Regions from separate parts of the Anser cygnoides genome. Here region 1 is linked to region 2. A link is a contact called in public Hi-C data. All regions are on one chromosome and are shown on one strand. The core of a region is the stretch at or near the end of the contact, and the rest is flanking DNA. Distances in the headings are between cores, read along the strand shown. Region 1 holds the start of TRIB1 (tribbles pseudokinase 1). Region 2 overlaps NSMCE2 (NSE2 (MMS21) homolog, SMC5-SMC6 complex SUMO ligase).

What was found. Hi-C and Micro-C count contacts between places; a contact is called where the count stands out from the background.
Region 1: a contact with region 2 is called in a Hi-C map of liver, with 3 times the contacts expected there. The contact joins the promoter of TRIB1 here to the enhancer-like site in region 2. A contact is called at or near these places in 2 of 7 Hi-C or Micro-C datasets (both in liver).

Annotation. Positions count from the first base shown.
Region 1 is chr2:152,298,154-152,304,385 of Taihu_goose_T2T_genome, reverse strand. TRIB1 (tribbles pseudokinase 1) reads right to left here and starts at 3,877. Exons shown (of 3, transcript XM_066990736.1): 1 at 3,338-3,877; 2 at 2,620-2,912; 3 at 1-745. The coding sequence starts at 3,670. The coding sequence ends at 277.
Region 2 is chr2:152,256,185-152,262,691 of Taihu_goose_T2T_genome, reverse strand. All of the region lies in intron 5 of NSMCE2 (NSE2 (MMS21) homolog, SMC5-SMC6 complex SUMO ligase), which reads right to left. Among named protein-coding and RNA genes, the nearest start is that of TRIB1, 41 kb to the left of the region's middle. Within about 2 kb of position 2,676, at least 2 of the 3 cell types and tissues checked have open chromatin away from gene starts, as enhancers often do. A contact at or near this core is called in liver, where this site is marked.

The DNA of each region.
Region 1 (6,232 bases), core at 2,628-5,127, 40 kb before region 2:
AGGCAGGAGAAGAGCCAGGAGGCTCTCGTGAAGCTGCACGGGTCCTCCAGGGCCAGCGGGACGAGCCCACCAGCAGAGCGAGCGGGCAGGCGAGCCTCTGAGCATGCACTCAGGGAGCGGAGATCGACGGGCTGACATTTATTTTAAACAAGGTCACTTTTCTGATCATACTGGCACTTTAAGATGCTGTGAGTTTGTAACGTGGAAAAAAAATAAAATAATGAAACCCTACGGAGATGCCAGAGGTGAGAACAGCGAGGTTCTTGAGATTTCCGATTAGCAGAAGAAGGAACTAATATCGTCATTGTCTCCATGGTATTCTGGAACAATTTGATCAGAAGTTCCCGTCTCCTGGTCTGTATATCCAGGCTCCAAGACCGCCTCGAACCAAGGATGAAGCAAGATCTCCGGAGCTGTGAGTCTTTCGGAGGGCTCCCGCCTCAGGAGGCTGCGGATGAGGCATCGGGCTTTGGGGGAGACGTGGTCAGGAATACAGAACTGTCCACGGCGGATTTTGGAAAACAGAGTACTAGGGTCCGAGTCATGGAAGGGATAGCGTCCCACGAGCAGGGTGTAGAGCATCACTCCCAAACTCCACACGTCGGCCGACTTCCCCGAGTAGGTCCCCGTCGTGTTGAGGATCTCGGGGCTGACGTAGGCGGGACAGCCGTGTTTATCTGAGAGCGCGTCGTCTTCGCCTTTGATGATGTGCGTGTCCTCCAGGCTCTCCAGCCTCAGCTGAGTCCTGCGGAGGGGAGGGAAGGGAGCCACGGGTTAGAGATTTCGGGTAGCGAAACACAGGCAGAGCTGAAGGCAGCAAAGCCCTCCACCACGGCAGCCACCGCTCCCTTTCGCACATTAGCACAGAGGAAAGGAGTGGAAACAACTTTCTAATTTGCTGCGGAGAAGTTGTTTACCCCAGATCCGAGCGCAGAGACATGCAGCAGGTATGTGCTCGGCGATGCCTGCTTAGCGACTGGGGATTTTAGCAAGGTGACAGGCTCTCGAGGGACACCAGCAAGACTCCTCGCATGGGATGAACCACAACCAGCACATCTGCATGAGTTTTAAAACGCAAAATCCAGCTCTCCTGCACTCACAGTGCTCACCAGCTCGCCTGATTTTTTCGTTTGTATTATTTTTATTTTTTTTCCCTTTCCAGGTGATACCATATCCGCCTCGCCCCCCCCCCCCCCCCCCCCCCCCCCCCGTCTGGGTTAACTGGGAGCTTTTCATCAGCAGCGCCTCCGTTCACGTGCTGCGGCAGGGCTCCGCCGGCCGCGCCGCTGCGTGGATGTGCTAACTGCAGCCTGTCCTCAGCGTGACCTCCTGCTGCAATGCAAAATACCCATCGGTTCTGTAAACGGAAAATATGACTCAATGCGAACCGTGGGCCCGGGATTGGCCGCGGGAGCACTGAAACTGCACCTGTGCTGGTGAGCCCGAGCGCCTGCCTTGCCATTGCTTAACCCTCTTCTTGCCAAATGTGATGCACATGACACCAGCCTGTGCAACGCGTATTTCCAAATGAGCAAGGCTGTGTGCAATGTAACATTTCAACAAATGTTTCATCTTATTATGGGCGGGAAAAGCTGCAATAGTTTCCTTCAAAGGAATTACTTTCTTTGCATGTCAACATATGGTTGGCTGTGTTTTAAGGGGGGCAGTTCTGCTTAGTTTTCTTATCACATTCACAACCGATATCCTGAAGAAGCGTTAGCAGTTTAAAAAAAAAAAAACACGTTTTCTTCTGTTTCAATAAATCATCTCCAGTTTCATCAGATTAAGCACAACTCCATGACAGCTTCTACTTATTTTTTAAGCTTTCCACGGGACAAGCAGCTGGTCAGAGTCAGTTTTGCCGATTAACACAGTATTTCTGGCTCTGCCATGTGCAGTGATGGACTACAAGAGCAGCAAACACCCCAGGGAAAACGCTGAATGATCTTCCCTGACCTAAATTTAGAAACTAATTCCAAAAGCATGCCTGTGGAAGGGGGGAAATTGGAACCTCCTCGCTATAAACCGAGGCTTTAGGCTAAGTTTTACCAAAGCGTTTTTCTTCCTCGCAGGATATTTAACCGTGTCCCGCCCTCCCTCCTTTGCATGCCTGCATCCACGGTGTGGGGAAAGCACCACCACCACCGGTCGTGGAGGGAGCACAACAGCCTCGGAAGAGGCAGCAGATCACCTGACCAGCAGAGATTTTGGAGAGGAGACCCCTCTCCTGCTCCGCATCGGGGCTTTCCCCATCCCCTCCTTCCTCTCCCTGCCCCAGCCCTTGATTCATTCGACCCCGGCAGAGTCGCACACACGACATCTGGCACTGAGTGCCCAGACTATCGCCCCTTTGTCCCCCAGCGGGTGTCACCGAACTTGTGCTGAATGAGAGGAGCCTCACGGCGAGTTTCCTCCATTTCGTCAGTCGAGACCCAGCTACAAGCAGGCACGCACCAGTTGGATCCGTGACCTGCTCCACGCACGTGACGCAGCCCGCATCACGCAGGTGATGCCCGGCTTACACCACCATTCACGCTCCCTGGGATGCTTTTTGCCTTTCCACATGAGGCTTTCCTCCCTGCCCGCTCACCCAGAGGCTGGCCGCTGACAACCGCTTACCTTTCTTCATTGGAGAAGACAAATTTCCTGAGCTTGAGGTCACCGAGGACGATGGCCGACTGGTGGCAGTGAGCTACAGCCGAGACGATCTGCTTGAAGAGCCGGGCAGCCTCCTCTTCCCTCAGCCTCTTGCAGCTCCTCACATAGGAGTGCATGTCCCCAAAGTCCTTTTCGAAGAAGACATAGGCCTTGGTGTCCCCGAGGATCACTTCCACCACGCCGGTGATGTTCCGGTGCGACGGCAGCTGGATGTAAGGCCGGATCTTGTCCTGGTAGTGTTTGAGGGGGAACACCTGTGAAGAGGAAATTAAGAAGAAAGTTCGTTTTCAAGGGCGTTGGAAGCGGCCTCGCTCATAGCAACTCTTCCCAAACAATGACGAGGGAGCTGGAGGACAGCCAGGGCTCCGCGGGAGCGCCGCTCGCAGCGGGCTCCGAGCCCCTTTATTCGCATCGGCGAGGGGAAAGCAAAAAAAAAAGCAACCCGCAAACGCCAAACCTAAACCTAACCCCCCCCTAACACCTCACGATGACCCCCCTGGGGTACCCCAACCCCTCGCCTCGCCCCACCGCCTCAGCGAGCCCCTGTGAAGGGCGCTCCTCGCCGGGCGGCTCCGTGGCGAGGTTTCCCCTGACTTTTACCCCAAAAGAAGCCCCCGGGGAAGGGACACCCCGACTCCTCGCCCCCCCCCCCATAGCCCCCCCCCCCCCCCCAACTCACCTTACAGCGAAGCTCCCTGCCGGAGCTGACGCTCAGCGCCCTCGACACCTGCTCCCGCTCGGCCAGCGGCAGCAGCAGGTAGGAGGCGATGAGGCTGGGCCCCGCCGCCCCTCCGGCGGGCGAGGACGGGGCGCAGGGCGAAGAAGGGGCGCTGAGGCAATCCGGGGGGCCCGCGGGGCACTCGGCCAGGCGAGGCCACTTGGAGGCCGGAGCCTCCTCGGCGGGGCCGTCCGGGAGCGGCGGCAGGCGCTTGGCCGGGGCGCTGCGGCAGCGGGCGGCCGGCAGGAGGAGCGCGGCGGCCCGGCGAGGCGGCGGAGGAGCCGGGCGGCTCATGGGGGGAGCCGAGGAAGGGAGCCGGGAGGGGAGAGGAGCCGGGGGGGGGGGGGGGGGGTGTTTCGGGGTGGCTGTGGGGCTAAAGGAGGAGGAGGTGGAGGAAGCAGCGCGGCTGGCGCATCCCCCTGCTGTCCCCGCCGCAGCCCCGCGCCGTGTCCACCATCTGCCGCCGAGTCGGCGTTAAAGTAGTTGGAGGGTTTAAAAAAAAAAAAAAAAAAAAAAAAAAAAAATCGCTTTTCCCCCCTCCTACCCCGGCCCTGACGCACGGGGAAGTGGGAGGGGAGGAAGGCTCGGCCCCGCCTCGCCGCGCCCCGCTCCGCCCCGCGGCCCGCAGCGCCCCGCCGGGGGGGGCGCGGGGCTGCCGGGGGGTCCCCGCGTCCCCGGAACCCTTTCCCCGAGAGCCCGAGGCGCTGGAGACGAGGGAAGGGGCAGCCGAGGGAGAGGGGAGCCTCTGCGAAGCCCCCCCCGGAAGTGGCAGCGAGGGTTTGGTGTCAGAAAGCTCGGGGGGCTCCGTGGGGCTTCGAGGCAGCACCGCCGAGGCTTTCTGTGAGGGGTGAAACCGAAAAAAACCCAAGCCAGGCTGACCGTGGAGAGAAAGCGAGCCCCGCTCCATCGCCACGAGCCCCTCCTGTGTGCTTTCACCACAACCTCAGCCCCGCGGTTGCCTCACCAGCCGCTCTTTAACCTTTGCTCATCCCAGAGCCTGCCCCACAGCGCTGGTGCGGGCTCACCAGCATTCCTTCGGGAGCGTGGGCTTCACCACCAGAAATAACTCTACCCCTCGTTTCGAAGCCATGTGCCGTCCCCAAAAGGCACAGCATCCCCAAAAGGCACAGCATCCCCAAAAGGCACAGCATCCCCAAACGGCACAGCATCCCCAAACGGCACAGCATCCCCACGAGCAGCTGAAGCGGCCGGTGTGGAGCAGGATCAACCCCAACAGCCACCGGCCGGCTCAGGAGTGTGGGTTTAAAGCCACGTACAAGAGGTGTTCAGCCGGGACTGCCAGGAAATGGGAGCAAAAAATAAAAAAGAAAGACAACAAATCATCCCCGGAAAAAAAAAAAAAAAAAGCACAGACAGCTGTAGTTTTGACAAGAGTGCTCCAGAAGGAAACTCTCCCAGCTTTGCTGTTTACATATATGCAAATGTTCTGCAATCCGGTGCTGAGGCTCCCTAATAGCTGAGGGAGCCCCGGTTTTGTTCCTGCAGGCCCAGCACCCATCCTGCTCTGGTCCCCCTGCTTTAGCTGCAGGCAGGGAGCAGGATGGGGTCCCCGCCACTGTGGCGGTGATGCCACGAGCGCAGGTACCCGCTGGGATTCCTGGCGGATAACTGCACGGCGGAGCCCCGCCTGCCCTCAGCTACTTGTAGTGTATTTTAAGAAACACATGAAACTCTGGTGCTGGATGACTCACGGCATAGCAGTCCCATTAATGCATTTAAACATAAAATGCATATGCCATAAAGGGATATCCCAGGGGCTGCATTTTCCTTTCCTTTCTTTTTTTTTTTTTTTGTAACAGAAAGACAATTCGGCGAATGTTTGCAGATTGTTTTGGAGCGATTCACCGCAACGCAGAACGTGCTGGTTTATTTCGTTCCTCTTATAGGTGAAGCACGCACGCAGGCCCGTCGGACTTTTTTTGGTTTACGTTTCCCCTCCTGGAAGGCTGATGACGGGGATAGCGCTGCTGGCTGAACTGGGTCAGCGGCTTCTGCATTAATGCACCGCTTGCTACGTCCGAGAGAGCGTGAGGTGTGGTGAGGAGAGCGTGTCAGGGATTTCGGGGACAGGGGCATGGTGTAGGCGCTTGGCCAAAATAGCGACAGGCCTACAGAAAGGTACTCATGGGTGCTGTCAGTGTGCAGCAGCATCTGGTCGGTGCCCCCCGGCTGCTACACAGACAGAAGAGTTTTGGCTCTGCTGCCAAAATGTGGCTGAGGTGAACCCAGGTTAAATCTGGCCGGCAGAAGGTCTCTGCATGATGGGGGCAGCTCTTCCCAGCAGGAAACCTTCACTGCTTCTTTAAAACTGACATGCTGTTGGGTGCCCATACCATTAATATCATGACTGAACGTATAGTAGCGATGCAGAGTTAACAATTAACCAAATTAAGAGTGCTCCGTACCATATTCTCAGTCAGGTTTGGGTATGGATCATAGGGAAAGGTCCGCATCCAGCCTCCTCCTCACCCTCACCAAGTTCTTTCCAACATGCCGCTGAGCGGAAAGAGAAGTGATTCCAGGTTTGGGGTTTCTGTCTTTTCTAATTTTGGCTGATCCACAAAATAAAAAAATATATACATATCCAAAAATAAAACCAAACCAAACCACCAACAAAAAAAGAGATGCCAAGGGTGGCTGGCCGCACAGCACTGGTGCTTCTCAGAGGGCCGAAACTTGTCCTCCTCAGCCGTCTCTGCCACTGCTTGCATGCGAGCCTGTTTTTTTACAGACCGGTGCAGAAAGAAGCAGCAATTCAAAGGAGAGTTTTGTGGAGAGCAGAACTGCTGCAGCATTTCAGCATTAGAAGGTTTTTGCACGACGTGGGCTACTGCA
Region 2 (6,507 bases), core at 1,427-3,926:
TTACTTCTGTCTTCTGAAAGATCACAGTGGAGCATATTGGGAGTAACAACTCTACTTTTCTTACATATTTGAAAAGCTTCACTCTTTCCTGAAGCTAAGCTCTGGTGTGCATAACAAAACAGTCTTTCAAATACATATTTTCATACTTTAGAAAAACAAACAAACAAAAATCCCCGTGGGATGTCTGTGCTGCTGATAGCACAAGATTGTTGGAGACCAATGAATAGATCACTCTTTATCATTCTGTCATTATGACTCAGAGCGTGGTTCAACGTCTCATTCACTAGAGCCATCAAAACCAGAATTAAAGAAAGATCCATTTCCTCATAAGTTTTTCCATGACATTTAGCTGTATTCCTGAGGCTGAACCAACTGCTGGGGTGACCTTCAACAAACCACTTTCTCTTTCAGAATCTGAATTTCCTCATCTGAGGTGACTTTGTTGGTAACACACTTCAAGATATATTGATTAAAAACAATATATATATATATATACAGTAATAATCAAGTAAAAGGCAGTTATCACATGTTTATGTTGCAGAGGCTTCTAAAGTCATCAGCCACCCATCAGTCCTGACACAATGGTACCCATGATAATGACTATTGTTATTTTCGGTACATGAATATCAAAGAAGCTATTTCCTGTATCAATGCTGAGAAATACTAGATTAAAGCAAGGAAATTCAACTTCAAACAAAGATGGATACTAAAATCAGTAGATATCTTCAAGACCATTCATCATGTGCTATACTTTCTGAATGAAACTGCTGAGGAGGAACTAATTTTACCATTTTTTTTCCAGTTTCACAATTTTAAAGGAAACTCCAAAATAAACTATTTAATGGAGTTGTATGTAGTCAGAAGAAAAAAAAACATAAACAGTGGCAGTGAAAGAAAATAACCAAGTAATGGGCTGGTTGTCATCCTAAAAACCCCATCCAAACATGGAATCTCACAGTGAGAATAGTGATGGATGAAGGTTCAAGAGAGATTAGAAGAGCAGAAACTCTGCTGCAACCCAGGGAAGACTTTACAGATGCCCTCCATTACACTCCTACAGAAGATGATCTTTCTGCTTCAAAATAAAATCCCTAATTCTAATAGTTTCTGTACAGTAAAATAATAAAAGTGCTGCTAGACAAAGGGACTGCTGGATATTTACCATGTCAAAAAGAGCCCATATTTCAAAAGACTCAGAAAGGATGTGAAACCTCACTTCCAAGTACTTATGAAATAAAGTATGCTTAATGAAACTTCTGCTAAAAATGAGTAAATAGCACATGATCACATTTTGCTTCTCTATTTTAATAAAACCTCTTCAATCTAATGAGTTAACTTTAAAAGAAAATAATTTACGTTACTCTCAGTTCTGTCCTACAGCTCCTGACAGGGTGGTTTTGCTTGGTTAATTGAGATTTGGGTCTTCCATTCAACATCTTCCATCTTGTTTTAACAGTATTACTTTAATATAGGACTCAAAGTGTGTAATACTAATTACTTACAAAACCAAACAAGAACCTTTTTCATCACTCTGTTCTCCAACCATCACACAGTAAAAATAATAATTAAAAAACAACAACAACAAAACATGAGTAGAGGCCATCAATATTTCTCCCGAAGAGCACCCCAAGGCTCACATCAATCTTGTGGTAAAGCAATAATTTGGGACTCAGGAGATCTGGCCATTACCACAGTTTTGGGGATTTTGCTTTATAAAAATTAGGAACAATTAGGAATAGTACTGAATTTCTGCACCTAGACTATAATCTGTTCTCAGCAGGTGCTATTTCTTACTATGTGTATATGCGGTACCCACTCTAATGGTATACCAATCTTAAGTGAGATGAACAGAACACATTCGCCTATAAAAATCATAAATACATACATAAATATGAATAGTATAGCTATGGAAACAGATTGGTGGGTGGGGAGGAACTTGAAAATAAACACAATAGGAACAACAAAGCAATCACTCAAGAAAACCCCCAAACAATACTAGAAGTGTGCTTAGTAAGTTAGCAGACTCGAAAATACAGGTAGGTGAGATGAGTTTCTACAAAGTGAAATACAAATATGAACATGAACACTTCAGTAAACAGTGCTATTGACATTGCTCACAGAACTTCTACAGCACAAATGTTTGTCGTATTTGCAGGTTTCATAGGAGAAATCATGATATTGAATTATTTTCCCTTGTCTTCGATTTATAAGGTGGATCTTAGTTTTAAGAAATACGATGTTGTTTTCCTCTTTTTAACCCTCCAATAGTTTTCTTAACCCAGCGAACATCTATAACGTCAGTTAAAGGTTCATTTGTTTCCTCACTGATTTCCTGTAAAACTTGTGACTCAGCATGTCACCTGAACCTGCTGCTCTGTGGACTGAAAGGACATCGAACACTTTTGTAATCACGCTCCAGCTGCACGCTTGTCAGCAGTGTGGTAGCCATCACCGAATTGGAGGTGATCATTACCCTGTTACTAAATTCACCCCTGCATTTATGATTGCACACACACACACCTTGCTAACTGAGCCAGAACTATTTCTGTCATCTGTAATCACTGTTGACGAATATACCTTTTTCTCTATTCACTGCAGAATATTTTTTTTTCTCTCAATAGTTTTGATGTTAACAAGAGTCTTGAATAATTTCCTTGCAGCACTGTTCTCCACTAACTCTTTTTGGATGAGATCTGCTTTTAATAATGTGGATACCTTTACAGATGTGACCCCAAATCATTCATGTGTTAATTTTTGAGCATTTCTTGGAATTATTTATAAGTCTCCTTTTCCCACATATGTAATGAACACTTTCAATCTGAATATTTGGCTATTTAACATGGTAGACTGAGGTCTAAAGTCTTCTTGCCTTTAAAAACCTATCATGAGATTTCTTCCTATTCGATCTTTGAATTTTTTGGTAAAGGCTTTGCTTCTGGGTTTTCAGAATACCTTTTACTTTTATTCGAGGAGGTATTCCAAAAACACCTCTTTTATATTGAATTGCTTTAAGCTGCTGCATTTAAAATGAAGAGTTTTCCACTCTGCAGGTTTAAATAAAATCTACCTGAATGCTGCAGAGTACATCTCTATCTGAAATAAGGAGTAAGAGTAAATAGCACTCTCTAATTTGTTTCCTTGGCATGATTCATTATCTTATGGTCCTCTCTTCTTTCATTTCATTTCCAGTCTAGATTTCTACATACAAGAAAGTTTTTCTGTGTCTTTAATAATTTTTCCTGCCTCTCTCTAAATGTTACTTCAACTGTTTCCCTTTGAAGATAAGATCCCTGCAGATGAATACAGCATTCATGGAGAGGATGTATAATTTGTATATTATCTCTTAGGTTTCTCTGTTCATTTTTAACATGATCCTTTTCCTCTTGCTGTACTGTCAGAGGTCTGAATCTGGGGACACAGAAAAGAAAACACTCATTGTTTTGGGCCTTCCTCCTCCCTCAGTTTGTCAGTAACAAAATGAGGCGACATCTGCCTGGAGAGGGTTAGGCTGAAATTCTGCTTCTGAAGCATGTGGGAAGAAAAGCATGGGATTCAGAAGGCTTTCCAGAAGGAAGTTAGTCTGCTGCCGGGATCTCTTCGTGGGAAGGTCAGAACTCTCCTCCCTGGAGTTATTCCTCAGAATACAAGTGCAGGATGACAAAGCCTTCTGGCTGTAACACCCGTTTGACCTCATGAGCTGAGTCCTTGTTCTGACGTGTACTTTAGAGTCATAGAATCACAGAATCATTAAGGTTGGAAATGACCTTCAAGATCACCTGGTCCAACCATCCCCCTACCACCAGTGTCACCCACTGAACCATGTCCCTAAGCACCACGTCCAGCCTTTCCTTGAACACCCCCAGGGACGGTGACTCCACCACCTCCCTGGGCAACTCGTCCCAATGCCTGACTGCTCTTTCTGAGAAGAAATGTCTTCTCATTTCCAACCTGAACCTCACCAGGCGCAACTTGTGGCCATTTCCTCGAGTCGTATCATTAGTTACCTGAGAGAAGAGGCCGACCCCCTCCTCATCACAACCTCCCTTTAGGTAGCTGTAGAGTGCAGTGAGGTCTCCCCTGAGCCTCCTCTTCTCCAGACCAAACACCCCCAGCTCCCTCAGCCGCTCCTCACAGGACTTGTGCTCCAGGCCCTTCCCCAGCTTCGTAGCCCTGCTCTGGGCACGCTCCAGGGCCTCGATGTCCTTCTGGTACTGAGGGGCCCAAAGCTGAACACAGCACTCGAGGTATAGCAAACAAAAAATATCTTACAAGAAATGACTTATTTCACCCTTCTGAAACACATTGATTTGTGATACCAAATCCTGTGGGACTGGAGACTGCCGGTTGCCAAGCAGGAGCCCCCCGCTCACTCCCGGTGCCTGTGATGGGCTGGATCCGGGCTGGCAGTGCCCAGCTGCCCGTGTCTGCAGGCACAAGTCTCAGAGCCCAAGCACGTCTACGTATGTTGAAGTCCTCTTTTCTGCAGGCATTATCTCTAGACTTACCTCTGCTATCCTGAATTAATCTAAGGTGATGCATACCACAGTTCACACAGTTCTTCAATTCTCATCTAGTTTATTTATTTATTTATTTATTTATAATTTACTTAGTAAAACAAGTTATTATGTTACACCTGTTTTTTCCTGAGTGGATTCCCAAGTCACCTTAAACTGACTTTCCTTTATGATGAAATTTGTTACTTCTCTTCTTTATTTTATCCTCTCCTTGTCCATATTTACTTGCTTTTTGAAATAAAAAGCTCCTCATATGCCACTGAAAGGGACTTATTTTTTCCAAATCTGATAAAGACTTTATTATCCACAACAATTTCAGATTTTCTGCAACGGGTCAGGAGACCAGACTAATTCTGTAGTTCAATAGTACATCTACTGAAATTATTCTCATACTTAGGAAATTCAACAATGTCAACTTGTTCGCCACCTGAACAGAAATACTTTAAAGGCTTTCTGAAAGCTTTATGGGTTCTGCCGCTCTAATTCTGAAAATTATGTCCCTGCTCATTAGGGATAAGTTTCATCTGCACAGCTTTACTTTTGGTGAACAGACATTTCACCAGGGGTGCTTGTAGCCAGAGATACCCAGCAGCAAGTACCCTCTGGGCATATGTTCTGCTGTAAGGTATGTGTAGAGACAGACTGACCGGGGAAAATAGGAAGAGACATTGTTGAGAAAGAACTGTTCAGAAGAAAAAAGTATTAACCTGTGACAGGAGAGAAATGGATTTATTTCTCTGTTCTGACACACTTTCTGAAAGTTCCTGTACAAATCACTTAAACCTAGACCCACAAAGATAATGATGTGCCTAACTTCCACTGAAACCCATGAGAGCTGAGTCCCCAAAAATACTTTGGTGGAAGTAAATCTTGTTTTTCTGGGTCTCCGCTATCCATCTGCACAATAGGTATTACTGCAAAACAGCATTTCATCAGAGGCAGCTCATATATTCCCTGTTAGTATCCACAGTACAGAAGAATTTAAAGGCATTGGCTGTGTGGGATATTATACAAATAGGAGAAAGAGAGACCTAGAAAAACACATTTCAGTGCCAAAACTGTACTTGTCTTTAAAATAAGCAGCCCCAGTGTCTCAGCCGTCTGAGTGTCACTGTTTCTCTGCCACTCTGCTGTGGCTGGAAGATTACAGTACAGCAAAACCCCGAGTGGCACTGCTAAGCATGGGAAAAAGAAAGATAACCAGCAAGGGTATAGCAACCTACCCTTCCTTTCCAAGCTTAATAGAAAAGAGAAACATTTCTACATTTGAAACAGAACCAAAAGTTTTCTGCCCAAATATTCTTGTCATTAAGTTTCATGCATTTGATTTATTACCACTTCCTGCTGTTCATATTTAAACTCTCCTTTCCAGCAGGCACATAATCAAAATCACATTAAGCGTTCCAACAGCTTGCTTGTAGTGGCTATTTATAGTAAATATTTACTGATAGATACTTTAAGAGAAAAATAAAATCCTACACATGACAATTATTTGCAAAATACCGATCAAATTCAGTTGGATCAACACTTCAGTATAGGATCTGAGGTTAAAGACAGAACGGAGTCATATTTATGTTATTTTTAGAACCTATTTCATATTGCCTCACTATGAATCTATAGTGCAGTTGCTTTCCAGCATGTTGCAGAGATGTGGAGCCAAGAGGTTTTTTGCTGCATCCAGTTATCTCATTAGGTATGAAAAAAGCTTTATATGAACTCTCACATTGGTGAGAGCAGTTGTCATATGCCCAACCCATTAGCAATCTTTCCTAATAGACCCTGTAAAATGGGTCCTAGGTTTGATGACAGTAAAGCCACCCTTCAGAGTTCTGAGAGTTTGGAAATTCCACATCCTGCTAGAAATTAGAATGTGTGTGTTATGCAAAAGTTCAGTAACATACAATGGAAATTACCCTGTATGGGGTCAAATAGTCTGCAGAACAGTTGGAATTCTAAGGCTGCAAGACTGTAAATTAAAGAGAAACCAATCAAA